2 separate regions of the Astyanax mexicanus genome follow, and region 2 is linked to region 1. Evidence: chromatin contacts called from public Hi-C data. All regions are on one chromosome and are shown on one strand. The core of a region is the stretch at or near the end of the contact, and the rest is flanking DNA. Distances in the headings are between cores, read along the strand shown.

What was found. A called contact is a pair of places that touch in the nucleus more often than the background predicts.
Region 2: a Hi-C map of muscle shows a contact between it and region 1, with 9 times the contacts expected there. The contact joins the enhancer-like site here to the promoter of bambia in region 1. A contact is called at or near these places in 2 of 3 Hi-C or Micro-C datasets (blood and muscle).

The regions. Positions count from the first base shown.
Region 1 is chr15:35,072,243-35,078,672 of AstMex3_surface, forward strand. It overlaps bambia (BMP and activin membrane-bound inhibitor (Xenopus laevis) homolog a), which reads left to right and starts at 3,482. Exons shown (of 3, transcript XM_007259650.4): 1 at 3,482-4,018; 2 at 6,217-6,430. The coding sequence starts at 3,943.
Region 2 is chr15:35,155,892-35,162,321 of AstMex3_surface, forward strand. No RefSeq gene overlaps it. Among protein-coding and RNA genes, the nearest start is that of bambia, 83 kb to the left of the region's middle. Within about 2 kb of position 3,575, the one cell type or tissue checked has an H3K27ac peak away from gene starts, as active enhancers do.

The DNA.
Region 1 (6,430 bases), core at 2,232-4,731:
TTAAAATGGTTTCTTATTTTTTTCATTTTTTTCATCTCAAAGTCTCAAAATGAGTAAAGTAAGCCAATGATTGTCTGATTTTAATTTGATTTTTAAATCAAATGTTTATTTTGATTTTAATTTAATTCATAAATAAATTATTAAAATAATCTCAAATTCCCCATAGCATATAAATAAAACACTTGAACTTGAACCTCTGCACCTTTTTATACATACAGTTATAATGATTTATTCATTAAGTAATTTAGTTTAGTAATTGCTAGATAGCACGCATTGTGTGGTAAAAATAAAAACAAAATGTAGCATGCACAAGTGTTCTGATGTGTTGTGTTTTATATTATGATGTTTGTATTTTAATTACCTTTAATTTTCTTCAATATACAACATGTATTTATTACATTTTAGTCAGTTTTGTTTTTTTCACTTATAAAATAAACCAAACTTGTGTAAAAGCTGGGTTTTAAAATGTGCCGTTCTGATGCTAAACACTAGGGAGCAGCACTCACTCACTCACTCACTCACTCTCAGCATGTAGCTCCACCGCAGCAGCACGAGCATAGACTGTGTAGGTGTATCTAGGCGCATGCTTGTTCCATGAGGACGGCGTGAATTACAGAGCAGAAATAAAGCGTTTTCCTGCTTTTATTACAACGTTTAACTGGATGACACTCACATTACAGGCCTGCAGTGACTGAGAGGGGAAGATATAAACAAGACTTCATGAAACAGGTCAATAATTTTAGCTGTTTTCTCTCTGTTTTCCTGTGTTCTGAGTTGGGTAATTCCAGCTTTTTTGGGTTATTCATAATTTCCCTGCTCTCTTTGGTCTTGCTCCTTTTCCCAAAACGTGTGAAGGCTAGTAATTAAAGGTGTGGGCAGCGCCTGTTGCCATTGAGTTCAGAGACTGAATAGATTGGCGCCTCAGCCAAATTACCAACAATTACAACAATTGCTGTCGATCCAGTCAGTTTTCTCCCTCTATGTGTGTGTGTCCCTCCTTTCCCCCCTCTGACCCTGAACCGATGGCCGTCTATCAGCAGGCAAAGGGCAATGAGGCCTGAGCGCCTCTCTGTCTGTGTGTGCCTTTTTAACAGCTGCTCTCCACCAGCAGCAGCAGCACCAGCAGCAGCAGCTATCAGCAGCCACCAGTGATTATATCTATTTCTCAACATCATCATCTCACAAACTCACTGTTAACTTACTGTTAAACTGGCCTGCATGTGTGTTTTTATGTATCTGTTTAAAAAAGGTAAGGCATGTAGAGTACTTTAATATACTGTATTTAAATATAGGGGAAACTTTGTTTAATTCTCTTGTTCTGAGAGAGATTTTTTGCCACTGTAGTCTCTGAGTTGCTTAATTAGTGCTTAGGGCTTGCACCTGTATCTGTGTGTAGCTGCTTTGTAAAAAAAAAAAAAAAAAAAACTTATTACAAGCACTACACTGATATGAATTTTTGTCTTACTAAGCATTGTAAGTGTATTATTATTTTGCTTGTTCTTATCAGTCTTGCTTAGAATTTAGCTTATTTTAAGTAATTTAATGTCAAAATAAGCACAAAAAGTCACGTTAAAAAGTCAAGTTAGTCTGATTCATGTGTCCAAATTTTGCTTGTTTTAAGTATTTGTCAGTCTGGACTGCACATTTTATGTATTTGTTTAAACAATTCTGCATTTTATTTACCACTTCATGAGCCCTATGTCTTCATTAAGAGATAGTAGACACATGGGTCTTCCTCTCCAGGTTTCTTTTTCTTGTTCTGAGGGAGATTTTTTTGTGCCACTGTAGTCTCTGGGTTGCTAACTGAGGGCTTAGGGCACCTGCATCTGTGTGAAGTTGCTTTGTAAAAATGGCTTAATACAAGCAGTACACTGCAAACAACTAAAATTTGGCATGTGAAATCATCTCATTTCAAAGCAGTACATCTTATTTTTCTCCCTTATAGGAGAAATATTTATGCCTTACTAAGCATTATAAGATTATGTAGCTTTTTAAAGAATCTTGATCAGTTTTGTTTATTTTAAGTCATTTTAACTCAAAATAAGCGTGAAAATTCACCGGCTAAATTAGTCTGATTTTTTTAGTTCTATGATTTTTACTTGACTTAAGTATTTGTCACCCTGGTTTCCCCATTTTTGTACTGCTATTTTAATGCTTAAATATATAATAGTTACTATTATCTTAATTATTATATATTAGTAAAGCCATGTCTTAATTAAAAATTTAACAATATTTATAACATGAGTGTGGAGTATTCTTATTACTGCATGTATTGTCACTTTTTTCTTTATATTTTATGCTTAATAAAATAATATTATTATTTTTTTTAAATAGTTTTAATACAATATATGATAATTTATGTATAGATAATGTATCATCTTAATTATACTACTAGTCTTATATGAACCCTGTAAAGTTGACATTTAGAGAGTTGCCACCTTTTCCTTTATATTTAAAAAAAAAAAAAAAAAAAAAAATATATATATATATATATATATATATATATATATATATATATATATATATATATATATATATATATATATTTTTTTTTTTTTTTTTTTTTTTTGTAAGGTTGTAATAGTTTAACTTCAGCTGTCTGCTGTTGGCACCGATGTTGTCCCTCAGCTTCAAACAGTAGGACTCGTCCTGTCCTAACTGAATGATAAACATATGAACAGACTGCTCGGGCTGTGGAGATATCGATCGGAGCCGTGTGTGTGTGTGTGTTTTGCATGGGATTGTCTTGGGGGTAATTGAGTGGCCCTGTCTGTGTGTGTCGTCTCTCTGGCGCCATGTGTCTCTTTGGATTGCTAATTTATCTAACCGCTTCGTCCCAGTCCGTACATCCGTTTTTCCGCGACCTTTCGAGACTTCAGTAGCCAGAAAAAAATATTTATGTACTTTATATAATTAATTTAAAGAATGATTACTTTCTTAACTTATCATATTTAACTGATTTAAAGCTAAAACTACCCACCTACCTACCTTTCAAGCAGGATTTTAGATAGTTAAGCTACATTCATATATGTTTAGTTAGCTAACGACTATAATTTACCTAGCTACAAAACATAAAAAAAATAATAAATCTAAAAATCTAATTAATAATTAAGCTTACATGTTACCTTCACCTTTATGTTTTAACAGTTAAAAAATACATAATATATAACATATATAAATTACCGGATGGTTGTAAAGTAATATTCATATATATTAAATTTAATTTGTATTAATTTTACTATTTCCACCGTCTGGTCTCATAATCTATAACCAAGTCTAACCTGAACGCCAACGAACTTTTACGTATGTAAATAAGGTTCCGAGGTTCGTCCAATCAGCGTTACGAGTGGGCGTGGCGACGCGGAGTCTCATCAGAGTTGGTTCAGAGCCGTGGTTTTACATTGTAAAGAGTATGCAAAGAAAGCAACACGCGCGTCCAATCAGCGCCCACGGGGGCGTGGCTACGCGGAGCCTCATAACTGTGGCCTGGCGCTGCTGGATTTGACTATTCAGAGCCGTACTGTGAGCTGTACTGTGGAGCCGAGGTCGCTCTTGGATTAAATATCGTCTTTTTCGTGCTTTTCCCGTTGTTTAAGTGTTCAGAAACGTTCTTTAACGTTGTGAAAGTTTCTGCCGTTACGTGTTACGGACTAGTTTTGCGTCGTTGTGGCGTGGTTTCCGAATATAGTCGTATTTCTTCGCTAAAGAACTGGACTGATCTGCTCCGCTCTGCTGTACTGTATGGATCCGCGGAGAGAGCCGCTGCTGGAGGAGCTCTTCTGAGTGTGCGGTCTCCGTTTGGACGCTATGTGAGCCGCGGATCTAAGGGAATGCAGTGATATGTGGGCTTTAAGGCACATGTAAAGAGCAGGTCTTCACCACAAACCGATTTGGAGGGTCTTGCCGCGGGCTTGAAGGGCTGGGAAGAGTCGCCGTTGCTCAATGGATCGCCATTCCAGCCTGGTTTCGCTTTGGTTTCAGCTGGAGCTGTGTGCCATGGCCATTCTCCTCACTAAAGGTAGGCAGCCTAGCTAGCAAACCTAGCTACATACACCAGAACACACTCTTAGTAACATAAGAAGGGGATTAAAAGTTACAGTTTGTGGACAAAAAAGGCAAATATGGTTAAACCACAAGTTAAGGTAGTAAACAATGCAAGAGATGTAGTTAAAGGGTCTAAAACAGAACATAAAGGATTGGGTTCACTGGTGTAGAGAGTAAAGTGGATTAAAATTAATTTAAAAATGTAAAAAAACATTAACTGGATAATAGGGGTGGGCGATATGGCTCTAAAATAATATCACGATATTTCAGGGTATTTTTGCCATAACGATATATTACTTGCCGATATAGGAAAACAGAAAAATAATTAATTAATTTCAGGAATATAGTATAAGAGAATATTAACAGCATAATCATAATGTGGCAAAATAAATAATATAGCATAAAATAATATAATGCAGCAACAAATATTGCAGAATATTTAGTGCATGCATATAAACTGCAAACTAAAACAATTATACAATAAATACACCTAAAGCTTCACAGTAAATAATATACTACTTTTAAGACAGGACATCTCTATTATCACGATATGGATTTTTAATATCACGATATTTCTGTGTCACAATATATTGTATACAATATAATATTGCCCACCCCTACTGGATAGGTTACCTTTTTCAATCTTAGAAAGACATACACATATTGCAGTAGAACATTGTACAGAAATGGCAAATCATTTACATTAGTAAAGCAATATATCATAACAGTAAAAATCTGACATTGTGTCTGTTCATTGTGGTGAACATGTAGTGTGAGGTAGCAGGTTATATATGCAGTTATAGCATATATGAGCATATATACGTTCTGTAGAAAAAGAACTACATGTAAATATAAAGTATGTTTAAGTGCTTAATCATAAAACATGATTTGTTTTTAAGCAGCAGGAGGGCTTTTATTTTAGGTTAGTCTTCCTAGTGAAAGTGTATGTAGGCTATACTACTAACTAGATGCTTTCTACATACATTTTATTCATTTTCTACATGTTTGTACCTTTTTAAATTAGCTACATTTGAAGAAAATGTGAAGAATGGCAAGATAAACATTAGCTACTTAAGCAAACTTATTAACTAAATTGCTAGGTAAGCTAAGAGGTCAGTTCTGTAAATGGTGTTGATTTATTTATTAAGACCCAGCTCTCTCGGTTCTAGTCAACTTTAATATAAGGTCAGTAACTTAAAAAACACATTTAATTAACATCTACATGTACAACAAGTGATTTGTCTTTATGTATTAAGTGATGGGCCAACATGTTAGGAAGTTTGATGAGACCACAGCTATACACTAACATTTCCCCATTCAATATACACTTTATTACAGAGTAGAAGAAGATTACTTTTTAAACTCTTTATGTTTCAAGACTATGTGTATTCTCTTAAACATACTTTACATCAGAAGTATTTTGCTCCTGAATTATATTAACCACTTCTAAACCTAAGTAAGCTTGCATGCCAACTTCAGAAGTCCTGAGCTCCCCCACACTTTTAAGAGTTTCCATTTGGGTTGAAAGAAATTGACTTTGGCACACAAACCGCTGATTATAAACTGCTTAATTCCTGTTTTATAGTGCAGAATAAAAGACCTCTTTGCTGGGAAAAGCTCCTTAAAGCTGTGACACATTTATTATATCGGAAGTCTTTAGGTGAAAAAATATGTTTATATTTTTAAAATGATATATTTATGGCATTGCAAACAGTTCAGTTATATGTACAGTACATCTGAGTAGAGATTAAAGTCAGTTTGCTTTGTATATTCTACTTGCATTGGTGAGAAATTAATACTTTCCCTTTAAGCAATAAAATTGGAAAAATTCTGTATCACTCTGAACGTTTTAAAACAACCTGCCATGTGGTTTACAACATCACTTTAGCTGAGTCTGCAGTGAAACACGCTAATTTACATCTTGGCTCTGGCTTTGACAGTCACTTTCCCCCGGCGAGCACAGTGTGTATATTTGATAGGAGTGTCAGTTATTGGACCTCAGCCTGTTCAGTTAAAGCAACAACATGTGTAAAATTAAAGTTGAGGAACATTTCTGTTTTTTTACATCCAGCTCAGTCACACTGTTTAGAGATGTAAAACCAGTGCACATGATGATGTCTCTGACATTACAAATATTCTTGTATTAAATATCTTTTTTTTTTTTATTCACAGGAGAGATCAGGTGCTACTGTGATGCGCCGCACTGCGTTGCCACAGGATACATGTGCAAGTCGGAGCTTAATGCTTGTTTCACCAAGGTGTTGGACCCACTTAATACGAACTCCCCGTTAACACACGGGTGTATAGATCCTGTATTAAACTCAGTGGATGTGTGCCCCAAGAAGAACACAGAGACTTTAAATGGAGGCTCATCTCCCATTGAGTG
Region 2 (6,430 bases), core at 2,325-4,824, 84 kb after region 1:
CAGTTGAACTGAACACACACACACACACACACACACACACATAGTGAGCAGTGAGAGTGAGGTTAGGCCTGGCTGGTTTGGTGTTATCTGTGTCTGTCTGGTTTCTGTGCCCAGAGAATTCTGTGGGAAAGACAGCCGTTCACCCGTTGTTGTGGGAATGCCCCTTTTTACACACACACACACACACACACATAGAGAGACAGAGATAAGGTTCATTTGCTCTTTCAGAAAACAGGAGAAACTCCGCAAACAGTTTTAGATGTCGTAGAACTTCCTCGCCATCCTCTCAGTGGAATAGGGTAGTTTAATAATCTGAAGTTTATTTATAGGATCTAATCTATTTGATTTGTCAATCAGTCAAAGTGGATTTCAGCCATTACTTATGCCATGTCCATGATATGATCTTTGTGTACACATCACACTGTAGAGCGAGGAACGTTAGATTCCCACACAACATTGGAAATGAAATGCCTCTCACCCCCTTGTACCAACTCACGTGACTCTAATTCACGTGGCATTGTCATGAGCACATCGGCTGCCAGTGTTTGAGCTCACTCACTCAAAATAACACCTTAAAAACTTGTACAGGTGTCAGTTTTTCCAGGCCGTTCCGTAGAGGACACACTTCATAATCAGTGTACAAACTGCTATACCATGACTTTTGCCATGTATACAGTATACACGCACGTCTCACTCTCTCTTTACACACAGCACTGAGAGAGAGAACTGGCCGGTAAATGAATCTGGGTGTCCGTCGTGGCCCACAGTGACCCCCACAACTGCTTTTATAACTCGTCGCGTTGTGTAACTCCAACTTTCATCTCTTTCATGTCCCTCTATCCAGCTCTTTCTGTTGATTGCATGGAGCAGTGCGACGCAGCGGAGTGAATATGAATAATTGGTGGAGGGAAAGTGAGAGAGAGAGATAGAGAGAGAGAGAAAAGCTTGTGTTCGCCTGGCTAATGTTCTCACACAACAATCAGCGAATTGTGCAAAAAGCATAGTGACACAACAGCCATAATTAGCAAGCAGTTACAGTCAGCACTGTCACATTCTTTCAGCACAGCAGAAGGAAAAGAGCTCAACACAGAGAGCGAGAAACGAGTGCTGGTAATCCTCTCATTCTCTCTCTCCCCCTCTCTCTCTTTCTCTCATTCTCTCTCTCTTGTTTTAGGCTGTTTTTTTATCTCTTCTTTTACTCAAATTCACTATTTTCTTCACGTTATAAAGCATTTGTCTTTTTAAAGGATGTGTGGGCATTATAATTACTTACCAACTTATTTAAACACACACATACATACTAAGAAACACACACAAACACAAACACACACACACACACACTCCCTCCTCTCCTCAGCTTTCCTATGTGTGTCCTGTTTCACATGGCTGAATGAGCAGTGAGTTAATCATCTAATGAGGCCAAAGGACGTGTCCACTGAACTGAACATACACACACTCTCCCTGACCCTTTCTTTTTTCTGCTCCTGTCTCCCTCCCTTTCTCTCTCCCTCCCTTTCTCTCTTTCTCTCTCTCTCTCTCTTTCCTTCTCTGTCTCATAGTCACTCATTCACTCTCTTCCAGTACTTCTTTAATACTTTTTTTTAATCAAAGAAATAAAGTTCTAGTAAAAGCCTCAATATATTATCCACTCAAAGCTTTTTATACTATTTATTATGAAGTTGACTCCAAAGTTTCCCTGTAGAGACACACGGACAATAGAATAGAACTGTCTGCATGGAGCAGATGAACATGAACCTCGCACTAGAGGGGTATAAAGCACCCTGGGTGAGCTGTGATACAGTGGTAAGAGTGTATTCTTTAAAATGAAATGAAATTAAAATGTTCCTGTAGAGACACAGTGTTAGTGTGAATAGAATAAAATATAATAGAATCTGCATGGTTCTGTGAGGTTCTCTGGAAAGATGGTGCTCTATTCAGTAATTTTGGGATGAGTTAGGGAGTTGGGAATGAGGTGAGGTGATGATTAGCCAAAAATCCTGACCACACTAATGCATTTGCTGCTGAATGCAATCAAAACCTGACAGCATTCTGTCTTATTTGATTGATGTTGTGTTTTTGAGAGTTTTCTCCAAGGTTGTGTCCTTGTAGAAGAAACATTGGCTGTTAATGAAGCTGTTAAGAAAGTTGTGAGAAGTTACAGTTACATACAGTGCCATGAAAATGTATTTGAAATGCATTTTGATTTTGATTCAGATTTTTGTTTCTTTTTTATGTGATGTTTCTTAACTACAATAAACATTAACTATTATTCATAGTAGAAAGAAATTATAGTATATATGAATGCTTAGAGGGAATTTACAAGTGATAAAATGGACATGTGACAAAACTGTTTTCCTATGCAAACTTTTACATCAATAATAATCAAAATACACTATAATATAACATTATTCTACATTAACAAAAAATATTGTTAAAAAAAAAAGTTATTGTTATATTATATTATATGACCTGCTCTCACACCTTCACAGCATGAACAAGAAGGTCAGTTTCCCCTGCTGAGAAACGTTGGACACATCCATGTAGCTGCACCCCTAAAATAGCAATCCGCCAAAATCGGTGACAAGGTGCCCCTGTCTCTTAAAGAGAATGGCAAGTGACACACTGATTGGTTTATTGCATGTTACGCCCAAAACGCACTCATGATTAATTGAGAGAATAAGTACATGCCTTTTGCACTATTCAAGCTGCATAAGGTGTACTTTTCCTGTCGTTATGATAGCAAAGACACACTGACACACCCTTCTTTGGTTGACAGATTTTCTAAAGATGGCTAAAATAGGGCCCGTAGTGTAATTTGGGTTTATTCTTCATGTTTTCCTCAGGTTTTGTTTATTTTCTGAAATTAACAAAATTTCACATAAATTGTCACATATTGAAAATCTTTGTTTAAATAGCATTTAAATAGTCGATTTAAACAGTGTTCTGACTGCGTGGGGTCTGGATTTTTTTTCCCAAGATAGAAACTCTTGATAGTTCTTTCTGTTTTACAGGTTTTCGAAAGAATTGTGATAACATCTAAACCGCTTTCTCTTTCATACAATATAGAGAACGCTGTCAAATAAACACATTCATACTCTCCTTTATAACAAAACACTGTTAGTAAAGCTAGCTTTCCCCAGAAACGTAACAAGCAGAACACCACACCACCAAGATGAATATAATTAGTAACTTTAAAACTCTAAAACATATAAGGAATAGTGAGAAGCAGGAAGAATAATGATGTTGATCCAGTATAAAGACACTGAAAGCGATGTGATAATTCAGTATAATTAGCTGATTATGGTTTATGCATATGCATATTAAAGGAAAGCATACGGATAGAATGTGAATTGATAAGGAGAAGGTACACCTGAGGAGGGGTAGCTGACCCGTGAACCAGAGGCCATGTGTGGGAATGAGATGAGGTGTTGAGATTAGCTTCCCATGAAGAGAGACAAGCGGCGAAATGCTGTGATCTCATCCCGACCTCGAGCAGACGCAGAGCGACGGAGAGATAGAGCACTCGTCTATGAATAACGCAGAGATAGAGAAAGAAGAGGTTATATAGGGAAGACGGGATGAGAAGTAGAGTTGGGCTGGAATGGAGGGATGCCTGTTGAATGACACGCCATCTAAAGCAGCTCAGGTTACACAGACGGGCCGGAGGATAGTGGGCTGTGTGTGTGTTTGATGGCATAGTTTGATGTGTGTCATGCTATGGGTAATTATATTGTATTCTTTCAGAATGCAAGATATTTTTATGTTTATTCGAATGAACCTATGTTGTTGAGTTTTTTTATATATATTATTCAAAAACAAAACTATACATGAACTATACATTTTGGTGACACTTTAAAATAAATTTCAATAATATATATTTTTTTAACTAATGATAGTATGACAGTGGATGTGAACAAAGCAGTAGTATTTGATTATTAACAAATACTCACACATGACACTTATTTATCAGCATATTCATATTAAAAATGTTAGCAAATCATTAGTTCATCAGAATATTTGTTAGTATTTACGAATTTTAAACTAGGTAAATGTTTATCAATTGCAGTTCATGTTGCCAATGCGTTCATTAGTATTTACAAATGTGATAGCAACTTTTTAGTTTCTTGAAATTTGAAAAATAACAGTTATTAATGATTAGTTAATGGTATATTAATAAAACTTATTATAAAATGTTACCCATTTTTCATAATTCACATTCTTTTATTCTTTATGGCGTTTCCAACACAACACAGCAGAACAGGCAGATCATGTGACACAGTTAAAAGTTCCAGTTGGTTCCATTAACCAAAAACATGATGTGCTTTATATGCAGCTTTGAAATAATGTAGTTCAATAATTATGCAGAAGAACCAGAGTCGCCCAAGCCTCTATCAATGATCCAATAAACAATGTATTTTTTATATCCAAATTTCTGTCACCTGTGCTGGATTGTGGAATAACTTAGAGAGTAAACTCCCTAAACAAAAGACCTTTTGGCTTCAAACGCAATTGTTGTAGATTTTATTTGTTTTGGCAATGTTTTAATCTATTAATTTGTCTTCTTTTGTACGCTCTTGAAAAATAGTAAAGGGTTGAATGATTTTTTTGAGTGATATCATGATATCTTTATTTATGTTTATGTTTATTTAAGAAAAACAAATTGCCAAAGAAACTTTACATCAGTTTGTTTACACTCGCTAAAGGTTCTTCACACATGTACAGTATTTCTTTCAAAAACATGGTTCTTTATGGAACCCAAATAGTTCGTTTTTATTAGGCCTGACACAAAATCATAAAATTTTTAACTTACTTTACAATATACATATATGGACATGACTTCAGTAAGGTTTGCCCATTATGGTTTCTTAGCAAATATAGCCCATCAACATGAATGATGTTTTACTTACTAATTATATCATAAAATAGTCTTTAAATTAATTAATCAATAATATTAATAATTACAAATCATTGGAGGAATTTATGCTGTCTTCAATTCTGTGCTTTGTAAATTGATAGGGCATATTTTAAAGTATACTGCTTTTAGCCCTGTGCCCTGTATCGTTTAATCACTATACACATATATCTCTGTGAGTGTGTGTCTGGCTATATATAAAGATCCCATTAAAAAGTTTGGACACATCTTAAATTCTATGGTTTTTCATTATTTTAAAATGTTCTGAATTGTAGTCCAATACTAAAGTCCTTCACCTATACAAAGAAAAACATGGAATTATTTAAACAAACCAGAATATGTTTTATATTTTAGATTTAGATAGTTTTGCACATCTTGGCTGGATTTTCTCAGTCATCTTTATGAGGTAGAGTCACCTGGAATGATCAGCTTTCAGTTAACAGCTGTGCTGAACTCGTCAAGAGTTAATTACTTGAATTTCTTGCCTCTTAATGTGTTTGAGAGCATCAGTTGTAAAGTTGTGAAGAGGTAGAGTTACAGGAATACAGTGAATAGCCCTATTTGAGTAATGTTCTAATCCAGATTATGACTAGGGGAAAAATATTATTTAAATAAATGGTCACTCAATTTTAAGAACTTTAAAAGTATTCTCAAACGCAATGCAAGTGCAGAATTTCAGAATTCTTTCAGAATGTGTTTATAATGTAGGACAAAAATTATAAAATTAAAAACACTAAATTAAAAGGTGTATTCACAATTTTGCCTAGTACTGTAAATGCAATTATTTCTGAACAATGTCCGTCTCGCATCAGCTTTATCCTTCTTTCTCTCTCTCTCTCTCTCTTATTCACACACCCTTTTTTCACTCTTCTCCCCTCATTCACATCCAACACCTTGTGGGCCACGGAGCATTTGAGCAGGGGGTGGGGATGGCCATTTAATAACCGGTCAGAGACGCCACCCTTTGACCCCAACCTGTTCCAGTCTGAGCGGGGACAGTGGGAAGAGCAGCAGTTTCTTTTCTTTCATCTTTAATGAGTTCCTATTTCATATGGTAGCAGCAGTACAGTGAGAGCGGGAGCGAGAGAGCGCGAGAGCGAGAGAGCGCGGGAGCAAGAGAGTAAGAGATTAGCTTATTTTGTTAGATCAGATCAGACCACATCAGCTTCAATTTCACCTGTAATTAGAGGCCCGCCAAACGCCCCGCAGCCGTGCAGCAAACACGGGCTGGATTTGGGGTGTCCTGGATGGGAGTGGGGGGGGCGGGGGGGGGGGGGGGGGTCACGTGGCTCTTGTGGGCATCGTTTCTGTTTTGCCCTCGTTTTAAACTTGCTCCCCTTCCCCCCAGCCCACCCCCATCCCATCCTGCCGGCCCATAACAGAGCTCATCAGCTCATGTCAGCCTGAGTTTGCAGCTCCTGTAACTCTTAATTCTGTCTGATGGCCAGACAAAAGCTGAGTGCTGTGCCAAAGGGGACGCGAGGGCTCGCAGCGGTGCATTCTGGGTCAGGCTGAACG